2 separate regions of the Xenopus laevis genome follow, and region 2 is linked to region 1. The links are chromatin contacts, called in public Hi-C maps. All regions are on one chromosome and are shown on one strand. The core of a region is the stretch at or near the end of the contact, and the rest is flanking DNA. Distances in the headings are between cores, read along the strand shown. Region 1 overlaps LOC108714379 (putative ferric-chelate reductase 1). Region 2 overlaps bcar3.L (BCAR3, NSP family adaptor protein L homeolog).

What was found. A called contact is a pair of places that touch in the nucleus more often than the background predicts.
Region 2: a Hi-C map of the XL177 cell line shows a contact between it and region 1, with 2.8 times the contacts expected there. The contact joins two enhancer-like sites. A contact is called at or near these places in 2 of 4 Hi-C or Micro-C datasets (the XL177 cell line and the XTC cell line).

Annotation. Positions count from the first base shown.
Region 1 is chr4L:99,878,049-99,884,615 of Xenopus_laevis_v10.1, reverse strand. It overlaps LOC108714379 (putative ferric-chelate reductase 1), which reads right to left. Exons shown (of 16, transcript XM_041590534.1): 8 at 5,313-5,463; 9 at 3,805-3,918; 10 at 1,785-1,897; 11 at 138-224. Among protein-coding and RNA genes, the nearest start is that of LOC108714379, 35 kb to the right of the region's middle. Within about 2 kb of position 2,840, at least 1 of the 7 cell types and tissues checked has an H3K27ac peak or open chromatin away from gene starts, as enhancers often do.
Region 2 is chr4L:100,005,500-100,012,066 of Xenopus_laevis_v10.1, reverse strand. bcar3.L (BCAR3, NSP family adaptor protein L homeolog) reads right to left here. Exons shown (of 12, transcript NM_001091730.1): 12 at 4,586-5,161. The coding sequence ends at 5,001. Among protein-coding and RNA genes, the nearest start is that of fnbp1l.L, 67 kb to the left of the region's middle. Within about 2 kb of position 3,661, at least 1 of the 7 cell types and tissues checked has an H3K27ac peak or open chromatin away from gene starts, as enhancers often do.

The DNA.
Region 1 (6,567 bases), core at 1,591-4,090:
CTTCAGTAATCAAAGCCAGGACTGCAGAGAATGTTAACAGACAGACAAATACTACTATCTATGTGTAAAAACATTTTTGGGTGGAGGACCCCTTTTATAGTATAGTATAAGCATACCCATAAAGTGGAAATACTCACAGAGCTCCAGCCAGCAACCTCTGAAAAAATCATGATGAAGGCGATACTTGTCAGCATCACAGTCAGGATCATTAGGAAAACATGAAGCTAAAAAACATTTTATTTAGAAAATTGTTAGCTAGAAGTTTTTTTTCTAAAGCATTTTCCAGAAGTCTGAAGTACATCTGTTTTGGATTTGAAGTAGAAGCTAAACCTGTTGTCGTGTTTATACAAATGGCCTATAGATGTCACTGTGCTCAGACGTACTGTGCATACTTCCTGGTAGCTTAAAAGTGAAAGCTTACTATTGTGTAATGCCTGCATGACTCTGCTAATAAAGCACTGTTATACTCTACTCATCCTCGGCTACCCAAAACATAACACCTGTCATCTCAGTAAACTTGCTTCTCTAATGTCACATTCCCCTTTACTACTAACAAGTCTGTGCATATGCCAAGGAATGGGATGCTCAGCTTGGGGCTTCCAGCGGTTACTGCATTTAAACTCCCAGAACTGCCAGCTGCTGTTACTTGTAGGCCATTATCAGTAAACATTGTGCAGATTTAAAGTAAATGTAAACCCTGAAAACAAATGAATGTATCATTTCTCAGAGTGTTCTTCTATATATTTCTCGATATCAACATTTTAAGCTGTCAATATAATAGAACTGAAACACCTCAGAAAAATGTAAGAAGAAGAGAGGAAAAGTTTCTGGTGTTGAGCTGATGTCAGACGACCTTTCTCTAGTCTTTCCCAAGCAGACCAACATTAGAAAAATTTCCTCCATGTATATGACTAAAGGGTGATTGGCAAAACCTGCCAGCAGGTGGAACTGGTGTTCCATATTAGCAGCTAAAAATATTGATAATATCTTGAAATTAGGGATACATCGATTCAAACCCTGTAGTCAGAGGTTTGGCAGAACCCTTACATCCTAGGGAATGGATTCAGCCAAACACCAAACTGAATCCGAACCCTCGATGGAACCACAAATTCTTGGGCCAAGGAAGGAAAAAGCTGATGCATTTGGCAAAAAAAGTCGGAAAAAAGGCTTCGATCTGGCCAAAGCCTGAACTGAATCTGGGATTCGGTGCATCCCTACTTGAAATCTTGAAAAAAATTAAATGTAAAGTGCATTAGTGCTTAGAAGAACTCTCCAAGCTACATCTACAGTTTTATGCTGTGGCATAAAAACAGCAACAACGCTCTCTGCACTAGTGGAGTCGAATTTCTGTTTTAAAAAATGAAGAGTCGGTCTTAAAGAGGTGGCTTTTTGCTGCCCCTGGTAACTGGCCGCTCACTGCCGATTGAGGTAAGGTTCTCACTTTGCCTAATGGCAGGAGCTGCCCTGCTGCTTACCTGTAGGGGGCTGCTAAAAAACAGCATAAATTGCAGGCACAAAAAAAAATCTGGATTCTGCTGTATTTGTTTTGTGGGGTTACATTTCCTTTAAAATATCTGGTATTATATTTATATATATATATATATATATATATATATATATATATATATATATATACACATATATATAGAACCCTCCCTTCCTGTTATGTGACAGAAATGTGTAGACAGGGGGTACAAAGCAGATATGGGTAGGAAGTTAGAAGAAATGAAGTTAGAGAACATAAGGGAAATTATATACTGGTTATAAACTTGAATGAGGCTCACCAGAAACCAAAGGCCTTTTCCAGCATATTGCTCTTTAGCTGCATTTTTCATATAGCGAGCTATAAGCATTCCTATAGTGCCAGTAGTCATCCAAGCAATGAGCATCAGTGCACCTGTAAACAAATAGTTCAAATCAGGCAAACCAATCAGACTGGGATGCATAAGGAGATGTGGAAATATTGGTGAATTAATTTTTATTACAGAATTAAGGAACCTTCACCTCATATTTTTCATGAGAGTCAATGAACACCTATATTCAGCTATGTTCATTATGTATCCATGGTTTTTATAATTTCTAAAAGGTTTTGTTTAGTTTTCAGTTATATTATGAATTATAATAATTATATATGTTTACTCCTCCTGTACTTTTAAATAAAATTATCATAAAATCATGTATTTTCTAGCATCACTATAGAATGTAGAGAAAGTTATTTAATATGATTCTCCCACCTAACTAATTTCCAGTAGAGAGGGAAGGAAGAAATATGCTGCCCCTACTTTCACCGGAAACAGAGCTGGCAACAAACATTCCCACTACTCCCTACAGTTAGGGGTCTAGTTAACATGCTGTGTAAAAAGTGGCATCAAACATTGCTATTGAAAGCAGTGTCTGTCCCTTTCTATCCTCTGCACTGGTGGTTAAGGCTGCTGAAACAAAGTAAGAAAAGGCAGCTGATTAACAGACCTCACTTTGCTGGGGAACTAAGACTTTTGCAACATGGTTTAAAAAGTAAGAAGCAGACGTTAAGTAAATAGCAACTGTTTTTACAAATAAAGCAGTGAACATTTTTAATAAATGTATATTGCAATGTTGCATAGAATTATGTTTTCTTTTATTAAGCAAAATTTTTAGTTTGGGGTTGACTTGCCCTTTAAGGCTCATATCACAATTAGAGATAGCAGGCATTGGTTTCATGTTAAAAGAATGCCCCAGTCGCTCCTGCAGTCACTCATAGAATAGACTTTAGTCATCTAAATATAAGTGCACCTACATGGAGCGGAGATCGGTGCAAAAAACATAAAGGCAGATATTGTCAGGCCGATCTCAGCTCGGCTCTGTGTAGCTGCACTCAGGCTGACGTTGTGCCTGTCAGTGCAGATGCACAGGGATGTGGTTGAAAGCGGATCCACTTTTCTCCACCTGAGAAGAAAACACAGGCTGAGAAAAGCAGATGATCAGTCAGGTGTGACTTTGCCCTTTGTGTGTGTTGCGTAAACGTGGTAGGAAAGTGCTTATAGATAGATTTTTATAGATGCCCTTCAGTTCAAATTAAATTGCAAAATATCAGCAATTTTTATTTAGTACTGTATTACAATGTGTGCTTCTTATCTATTACACTGAATGATCACTGCTTTTCTCCAAAAGCCTGATTATTTGGTCTTTAATCTTTGAACACAGAAGAAGTTTTATTTGATAAATATTTCTGGTCAAAATAAAGCCAATAAAAATTAAAGTGCTTACTCATTATCAACAAGGGATATTATGACAATGACTCATATGCTGCAGTGTCATCCCAGTGTAGATATGTGTTTACCTGCTCCTGTTTTCTCATGTGGTCAGATTACTGACTGCCCTGTGTGGTGCAACATACATAGTAAGTAATTAAACACACACACATCATCATCTAGATAGAAGATGAGTAAAGGTGGCCATACACAGGCAGATTAAAGCTGCCGATATCAGTCCTATAGATTGATTCAAATATCTGCCAGTGTATGGGGGCTTCAGATGGGTCTCCTTGATCGATATCTGGACAAGATATCCATTGGGGAGTTTGATTCTTCTGGCAAACGTTTGGATTATCCTAATATCGCCCTGCTGTTGGTGGGCATATCGGATGAAAAATCTGCTCTTTTGGATCTCATCGTGTATGGCCACCTTAAATCAGCACCTCCTTTTACAGCAGATTATAAAGTCACCACTTGTTGTGCAAACAGCAACACTAAATAGTTCCTCTTCAGTAATAACCTAAAAGTATGTATTTGATTTGCGGTGTTATTGCTTAATGCCTTTACTTACCATGGCCAAGAACAAGAGAGCTTGATCCACTGGCTGCTTTGGTGCTTCCATAAATTGAGAGATCAATTTTAGTGGCTGTTATTAGTGGATTTTTTATGTGCTGTTGAATCTGACCTGTATTAAAAGACTGCTATCAGTCCCACAATTTAGATTGCTATGTTGTACAAATAAACAAACTTTTAGAAATGAACAAACTCAGAAACGAACAGTAACACATTATAATGACTAATGTTAGGTCAAGGTTACACCTAAAACATAAAGACCTCAGTTATTTTTATGATTAATATGGCTGCTAGGGGTGCTGTTTCACTGAAGTCAGCTTACATTTACTATATTTAGACAAGTATTTAGATAAGTAAGAATATACTATGCCTGGTTTATACTGAAAATGTACATATTACTTGCAAGTATCTATATTTCATTTCTAAGAATAAACCTAAACCTTTGCATATAATAAAAAACAAACTTTACCACTGAACACTGCAGGTCACTATAAGAAGTATCACATAACGCTGTCCATATATTTAAAATATATTTTCATAAACATATATTTTTTGATGAAATCTACATTTGTCTAATATGATTTGCTGAATTATTCCAAACTGCCATTCTAAAGTTCCTACTCTTGTAAAAGCTGCTATGTTCACACACAAACCAAGAGCACAGAGGTGTATCTTTTATCCTCACACTTCTTGTAACCTTCTTGCAGAATACCACAAAATATTAGCTCAAGATAATATATGTAAAATTATACTATATTTACTTAGGTTCTCTAAAGGGGGTCACCTACTGGGATTTAAATTATACGTGGGTTAAAAAAATTTCACAGAAAATACATTTGCCCTTTAGGACCTAATTATATTGCTGCCCCTAACAGGAAGCATTCTCTGTTTGTAAGAAGAAGCGACTTTTCTTATTCTTTCATAAATGTACATTTTATGTTTTCATTTATGAGAGTCTGCATTGTCCATAGTGAATGCAGAGTATATACAAATTCAAGATCCTAGAAAAAGAGCTTATTGCTTTACTCAGTAAGTTATGCTTTGCAGAGCATTTCCTATATTTTAAATCCGGTTAAGGGATCTTTCCATAATATGGATATCCATATATTAAGCTTACTAAAAATCATTTAAACATTAAACAAACCAAATGCAGTATTGTTTTTTTTTTTTACTCCAAAAAGGATTAGTTATATATACTGTATTAGTTGGGAACAAGTGCAAGATACTGCTTTGTTATTACTGAGTAAAAGGACATTATTTTTAAAAATATAAAATATTTGACTAAAATGGAGTTTATGGGAGATAGCATTGTCGTAATTTTGAACTTTCTGGATAACGGGTTTCCGATATCATATCCCATACCTGTATTGGGAAATGGAAAAAGGAATATAATGTGCCCGTGTGCTTCATATGACTTAGCCTGTAAAATGATCTTTAACATATGGATAACACACACTGTAGGGTATAAGGAAGGGCCTTATTTGTGGCTTGTAAAGTCTCACCTACCATTTGCCTGGGTGGGGCCGGTAGCAAGGAAAATGAAGTAAGCGGAAGATGCACTTGCTCGAGATGGAGATGTGGAGATACTGGCCCCAGAACTGAAGATGCAATTCAATACTCCATTAATGTATGATGAGACAGGGGATCCTGACAAGCTCTAGAAAGAAGAAAATATATAAAGATCGCTCAGGGTTACCAATTGCCACAGCAGATTTTATAAACCTTTTGTACTTGGTGCTATAAGTAAACTTAATCTCTTGTAGTGTTAAACTGGTTCTGAAGAAGCTAAACGCGAATAAACAGAGCAGGACACAGAGATGCAAGAGAATGTTGCCTCACATTACGCAGCACATTACCAGGGGCAGCAAATATGATACCAATCTACAAGCTGGGATATAAGGGTAGAGGGTGACCATTGAGTCAGGAGGAATTTGTTGGGGGTTTCATTCAGGATTTAGTCTTTTGTCTCAGGCTGGAACTGCCGAGAATTATCCCTGTCCGACATACAAACTGGAAATGGAATAGTCAGGTGTGTAAAAAAGAAAATATCTATCCTTGACTTAAGATGGTCATAGATGTTCAGATTTTATTTTGGACGTTGAACGGTCGTAGAGCAATCATTTGTTTTAATACAACGATCTGAAACTAATCAGTCAGATTTAAATTGTAGGATTAAAGTAGGAATAACAACAAATAAGACAATGTCCTGAAAAGTCAGCAGTCCCATGGATATCATCAGATAGGTAGTGATGAGCAAATTTATTACGCCATAGACTCTACTGTGTGAAAATATATGCAGTGCATCAAAAATTGGAAGCGCAATTTGATGTGCTTCAAAATTTTTTTGCCGCCCATGGACTTTCAGCATTCACTGAATTTTCACTGTTTCACAAATTTTGGGCGAAGCGAGATGGGTCAAATTCATCAATCACTAAATATAGCCCTGGCATTTAAAGAACCAGAGGCCCAAACCTCTCGACAAAGGCCCAATAACAAGTGACTGTAGCATCTTATCTTATAGCAGCCCCTCTGACATTTGCCAGAATCTATATTGCCAGTCCAGGCCTGCTGGGGAATCTTCTAACACCCTTCCATTGAGATAATTCCCTACACTCATGTCCTCCTATGCCTCAGTATACTGCTTTCTCTGGTTCATCTGTTTACCTCACCTTTACCTCTGTATCGTATACACTTCAGTGTATTGTTAAAGTTTCTGCCTTTCATCCCGTAGGGGGTTATTTATGAAGGTTCGTGTAGTGTT
Region 2 (6,567 bases), core at 2,412-4,911, 130 kb before region 1:
ATTCTACACTGGGCAACCTGGCCAAAGAGTCAAGATCTTCCTCCTTCTTTAGACCAAGTCGACTACTTTCCATTCAGATGCTGCCTTAAACTGGAGTGCCTACCACACTGATTCTAAATGATACCACAATATTCTACCCGCTGAGATAGCAATCCTGCCATTTTTTATGCAGCTAAATCTCATAATCCTCTGTATTTTAACATCAGTTAGACATTACCTAGCCATTCTAAGCAACAGCATATTAATTCAATTTAATAGAAAATCTTATTTCTTGATAGCTGTTAATATGGACTCAATGCTGATTTGCTGACACGGAGGCTGTAAGGAATATCCTGTGACATTACTGATCCCATCCAGGGAAAATCCACCTTCCTACAGCTATAAGTGCTGGGATTGTAGATCCACAACAGCTTCCTGGCACTTGTATTTATGGGTTTATTACAATCAGAACTTGCGTCCTTTCAGCTCATGTTGTACTACAACTCTCAGTCGGTCAGTTTGTTGATGGCATGCGGTTGTCGTTTAGCAACAGATGGAGGGATTAAAGGACGTCCAAATCCATTTTATAACATGAGATCCGAGGAGTCATCTTGGCCTATAAATCGTATACAAATAATGGTAATATTTTATAATTGTATGCACTTTTACTTTTTTTTTTTAAATAAACCAGTTGAATTCTGATCTGTTTATATTGTACATATAAATGCCCACTTCAGTCACTTGTCTTTAACACTTTGGAGAAAGTGTAAGAAACAAGGGAAAGTTGTGCTCACTACTAATTTTTAAAACCATTAGGTGGTGAACACAACTTTTGGTTGTTTTTTATAGTTTATACAGGAGTAGTGACCAGCTCCATGTTGTAGCTCCCACCCTTCCCAGCTATAGTCAGGTGATCCCACTGGTGGCCAATAAAAGGGCAGCCATGTTTGGAAGTTTTAACCTTGAAAGCAGCTAGTAAGTTGCAGGTAAAACTTTGTCCCTGTGTAAAATGTATAATGAAGCAATAGAATTCTTAATGAATCAGATAAAATTGAGCGTAGGACTGGCCAGATATGGGATGACTTTGACATAGTTGGCCAGCTTAAATATATTGCAATATATGGACAAACAATCCCTGTTTTGTTTAAAGGGTAAGGCATTTTTAGTAGCTTATGGCACAAAATGTCTTAAATATATTGATAATGGGTTGAGTGCAGAGGACTCTTGTAGTTGAGTGTTAAAGTGCTTATCGATCCATTGAGACAAAGTTGAATTTGTGTTTATTTACATGGAGAGTTGACTGGCAGAACTGTTATACAATCAAAATATAGATTTATCACAGCAGACTGGGGCTATTTAAACTGCTATAGGTGTTAGTGGGCTGCTGGGTGGTTTAATGAGACATGTACCGTACCATGTAAAAGTGCTCAGTGATCTTCTGCAATTTATTTTTGGTAAGATTAGATGTGTCCATACACTGATGCTAGAGGTGAATTGGATGCTGAAGCTGTTTGAGGGCCCTGGGGTGGGCTATTGAGTCCTTGGTGGAGGGAGAATGGCTGTGTTTGTTGAAGATTCAATTACAATACATCTGATCAAGGGCCATAGCAATGGTCTAGGGCTCCAAGCCAAATCCCAGGGCCTCTAATTTATGTGTGAAGATTAAACTTAAAGAATTTTACTGCTGTTTAAAGCTTCTGAAAGACTAAGTTTATGGGATCATCCGATTGGCTTTCCTGACTAACATCTGGCCGAAAATCTTCCAGATGTCCATCGGGCAGGTTTCAAAATCCCATTGGACCAAGAACTGCAACGGTTTGTTGCTGTGGCCCTTGCTCCAACTGCCTGCATTCCCTAGGGCCTACAATCAGATCGGCCTGATCTCGCCCATTCAAGGTGGGCATATGGGGCATGATCTGCTCCCCATCTTTACACTTACATCATGAATATGGAACATGAGGGCCCACTGCTGTTCACACAGGACATGTTACATTACTGAGGCCGGAGGCTTCCCTGCTCCGTTATCTGACATAAGTGATGGAAATGTGGCCACTGCTACCGACTGTCACCCAATCAGTCCTCAGGTGATCAGATGGATAAAAGGGATTGGCTTTGAGCTTCAGAACTCCAATCCAGTGTGCATTTAGCTTGGTTTCTAATGGCTGTGACTATTTTCCAGTGTTATCTTCAATTGTTATCCTATAAAAATGTACAATTTTTCTGTCAGACCCATTGTACTCATCATGAAAGGGGAGGAAGATAAATACCACTATTACACAGCAGACTGGGGCTATTTAAACTGTTATATAATAAATTCTGAATATTGTACACAAGGATTATTTATATAGTGTCTATCGACAAAACTACAGACAGTTGTAGTATTTTTTTTCTTTTTATATATATATATATAGGAAAAGTGTTGCAAAACCATTTTGGTGCCAGAGTCCGCCATCTTTGTTTTGCCCCCCCCCTGGCAACAAATAGGTTGTGTACAATGGTTGCAGGTTGTTTAATTGTTTGCAGTGAATTGAGTCAGCACTGAGCAATAAAGCAACAGAGGTGAATGTTTTCACGTACTCTCACACCAAACACTGCAACATCAGTAACTAGACAAGTATAAGGAAAGAGCCTTGTACTCTCTACAGTCATTGTTCTCTTTCACGTGACTCGTATTAATACATTTTTACCCCCCAGTGAATGGTTTTTTTAATCCAATGTTGCACACGTTGATTTTTATTGGTAAATACATTGTTTAAAAATAGTGTTCTCTGTTGAGAATATTTTCATGGAATAAAACAAAGGAAACATTTTAATGGCCAGCTTGTTCTTATTTGTTGTCATCGACAAGTCATTTAGCTGACAGTTAGAAGTCGGAATTCACCCACATGAAACGTTAATTCTCAACACCAAGTACAGGTATGGGACCTGGTATCCAGAATGCTCGGGACCTGGGATTTTCTGGGTAACTGATGTTTCCGTAATTTGGATCTTCATACCTTAAGTCTACTAGAAATTCATTTAAACATTAAATAAACCCAATAGGTTGGTTTTGCATCCAATAAGGATTAATTATATCTTAGTTTGGATCAAGAACAAGTTACTGTTTTATTATTACAGAGAAAAGGAAATAATTTTTAAAAATCTGGATAAAATGGAGTCTATGGGCATTCTGTAATTCTGAGCTTTCTGGATAACTGGTTTCCGGATAACCAATCCCATGCCTGTACAATGAATTGGTTTATTATTCACAACCGTTGTTACCTGCACTCATTCCCTGAAATTAACTTTAATATTCTCTGTGTAAAATATAAACTCTAGTGCCTTTGGAAGATCCATTAGAAATAGGAGCTATGATTTTCACTTCTCCAGCCTTTCAGGGATTCATTGTGTAATCTGGGAACTATTTTGAAGGAGGTTTGAACAAATGAATTGGAACTTTTGAGCAGATTGGGCAGCAGCACATTGGCAGGTTTCAGACTCTCAGGCTATATATATATATATATATATATACACACAGCATGGAGTCCCATGTAGTGGCCTTAGGAGAGGGACAGTGTCTCTGGCATAATAGAAAACATTAATTTCACTGATTCTGATCAGAGGCCTCCTGTCCTAAAGAGAGAAGGGGTCATTGATGATCCCCAGGGGGGCAAGAGCCCAACTCACTTACAAAATACTTGTGTCCCCAGGGTTGTCACTCTCTGCACTTCAAAGCCGAGCACAGAGACATGTCTATTTGCACAATACATCACACACTGTGCAAAAAAAAAGGCAGATAGTGACTTTTTTGCACTTTTACAATGCACCATGTGGTCAGTGTACAATGAGCGTTTCCCACAGTTTGCTACTGAGATCCGTGGTGTTAGGGGCTCCTTGTGTACCGAAAGCCATAAGTCCCTTTCATTTGTAGCGTTCTTAACTCGTCTTGACTACGGCTGTATAATAATTGTACAATATCGGGTACCTGACCTCGCAGATCTGCTGAGACCTGTTTCACAAGACCCACAGGAGGATCAGTTACAATCGTTTTGTTTCCTATTCCTGTACTGCTGCCTGGGGAAGTCTTTGTCTAATGGACCTGCCTCACTGAGCAACACAATCACTCCGGCCACATCAGAACTAAATACACTGACCTTTAGAAATGTCACAAAACAAAACGTTTGCATTAGTGAATAATTATTTTGGTGAGGATCAGGTATTTGTGTAGGGTTTTAGTTGGCCTGGAACTGGAATGCACTGGCCCAAAAATCAGCTTACCTGGAAGATAGTCAGTGTGTATGAGTGTGAAAGAAACGGCGGCTCCCTGTTCTTTCCAATGGAGCTTGCACAACACAACATGATCAAAATAGGTTCACCCTAAAGGGCCAGTAACATCAAAAGGTGTCATACATAAATGCATGCTACTCTGCTGTGTAACTGTTGTGGATTTGGAATCGGGACACATATTGACTTGGCTGTATTGCCCAGTAACTTTATCGTTAGCAAAATAGCTGGCAACTGTGTTGTGTTACTTTGTGGACAGAAAGGCAAACAAATGCCACTCTGATGATGGCTGGATGCTCACAAAAGTGGAATTATGGGAATTAGAAAAGCCACAACATCTACCAACATTCCATGCATTTTAATTGTCTGAAATTTGAGCCAATTTCTGCTATTTTTACAATGAAAAAAAAAAAAAATCTAAAATATGCCTTGTTCTGGCAGCAAGTTTTCAGTTTAAAATCCCTGCCCTGGAGTTCTGCACAGGAGGAATCATTGAGAAATACTGAATGAAAGTAAATTCTATCAGAAGCCTTTTTCAGTGTCGCTGACCCCATTACATGTTATGGACAGTAAATAAATAGGAGCTATGCACATATTAAAAACAAATATACATCATACATTTACAGCAACGTACACAACTGGGGAATGTCTTGTTATCCCATCTACACATATGTGTCTGTTTCACTCACAGAAGTCTCTGTCCTACATAGCAAATAGCAACGATTTCATGTTAAAACATTTAACCAGTGGTCACTTGTTTAGGAAGGAGGTTCCAGTTTCCGGGACAGAGCCGTCAGGATTTGCCCAAACTTGTGGTATCTTTCACTCTGCTTTAACAACGCTCCCTTGCTGCCCCACAGCAGTCGCATCTGAAATTCTGTTTTAAAGATTTCACTCATCAATTCATCAGGTTTAAATCCTGGGACAGAAACAGAAAAAAAATTAGTATTATTATTAGGAGAATACTGAACACACTTGGCTTTTACAACAACGTTACATGGGATCTGCAGGTTGATATGAAAAAAGAATATCTGTTGCTAGATCTCTGCTTCCTAAAGTTACAGCAACATAGTGACACCACAACAGAGTATTGAAGGGGGGCTGGGAACCCCTTTAAGGACCAGAGCCTGGGGATAACACCTCCTTGTAGCAGCAGTCACAACATTTGCACTCCCTTAATATCATGAATTGCTTCCCAGTGCTAATACCAGTCACATTATCTCAGGATATAATTGGCCCTATAGAGTAACCCTCTACCTTCTATGTCCGTGACAAGTAAATTGAGGCAGGATCAAAATATCCGAACTGCATATGAAGCGCCGCGAGTGCCATCCTGTTGGTGGTTTTTCATTATAGCCGGCGGGAAGGGAAGGCAGTTCGAGTAAATTGTCCCCAAATCTGCCCTTACCCTAAGCTCACAGAGTAGCTGAGCTAACGCTCTGTATGCCCATAGCCTATTTTGTCAGGCTGATCAGGATGAGCATTAGAGTTAAAAGCTAAATTTAGCAGCAAACAAAAAGCCAGCTTTCCACTGTGCATGCCCATTACCTCGGGGCAAAAAGAAAAATAAAGAATGTGCCACAGAGCTCCTGTAGAAGTAACCTGGGGTCAGTGCACTTTTCTGTTCCCCTGATGTTCTTCTGCTTAGGAATGATTTGAGAAAGGTTTCTAATTTTATTCCAAAGCAGAAGAACATCAGAACAGCCTCTTTCTTGGGAATGGTGGGAAAATAACCAGCAGGTGGCGCTGACAAAACAAAATTCATTCATATTAACAGTACATGTATCCCTTAATATCTTGGGATAAAAACAAAATAAATAATGATTATAAATGACAAAAGTACTTACAATAGCCTCCTCCTTGTTTTTACATTCACTTATTTTAACGGTTTTTACTTATCCTTAAACAGGAGCAATGTGTTGGGTATCAGGTAAGCAATTATAATTACTGGGAGTAGCTAACATTTGGCACACCCCAGTAACTTAACTAACCTTCTCCTTTAAGGGTCAGGGCACACGCTCCGATTCAGGGAGATTAGTTGCCCGGTGAAAAATCTCCTCTCCTTCGGGGCGATTAATCTCCCCTAACTGCCCCCTGCCGGCAGTCGCAAAACTTTGGGCGTCTTTGGAAATCGAAGCGCTGCGTGTGCCATGCCATAGGCGACTTTTCATTATAGCCGGCGCAAGACAGGGGAAAGACGTTTGGGGAGATTAGTCGCCCCAAAGAAGAGGCGATTAGGTGCCAGGCGACTAAATCTCCCCAAATCACTAGGTGTGCCCTTACCCCAAGGGTGGAGAAACATAGCTACCAGTAGCAGCTACTTTT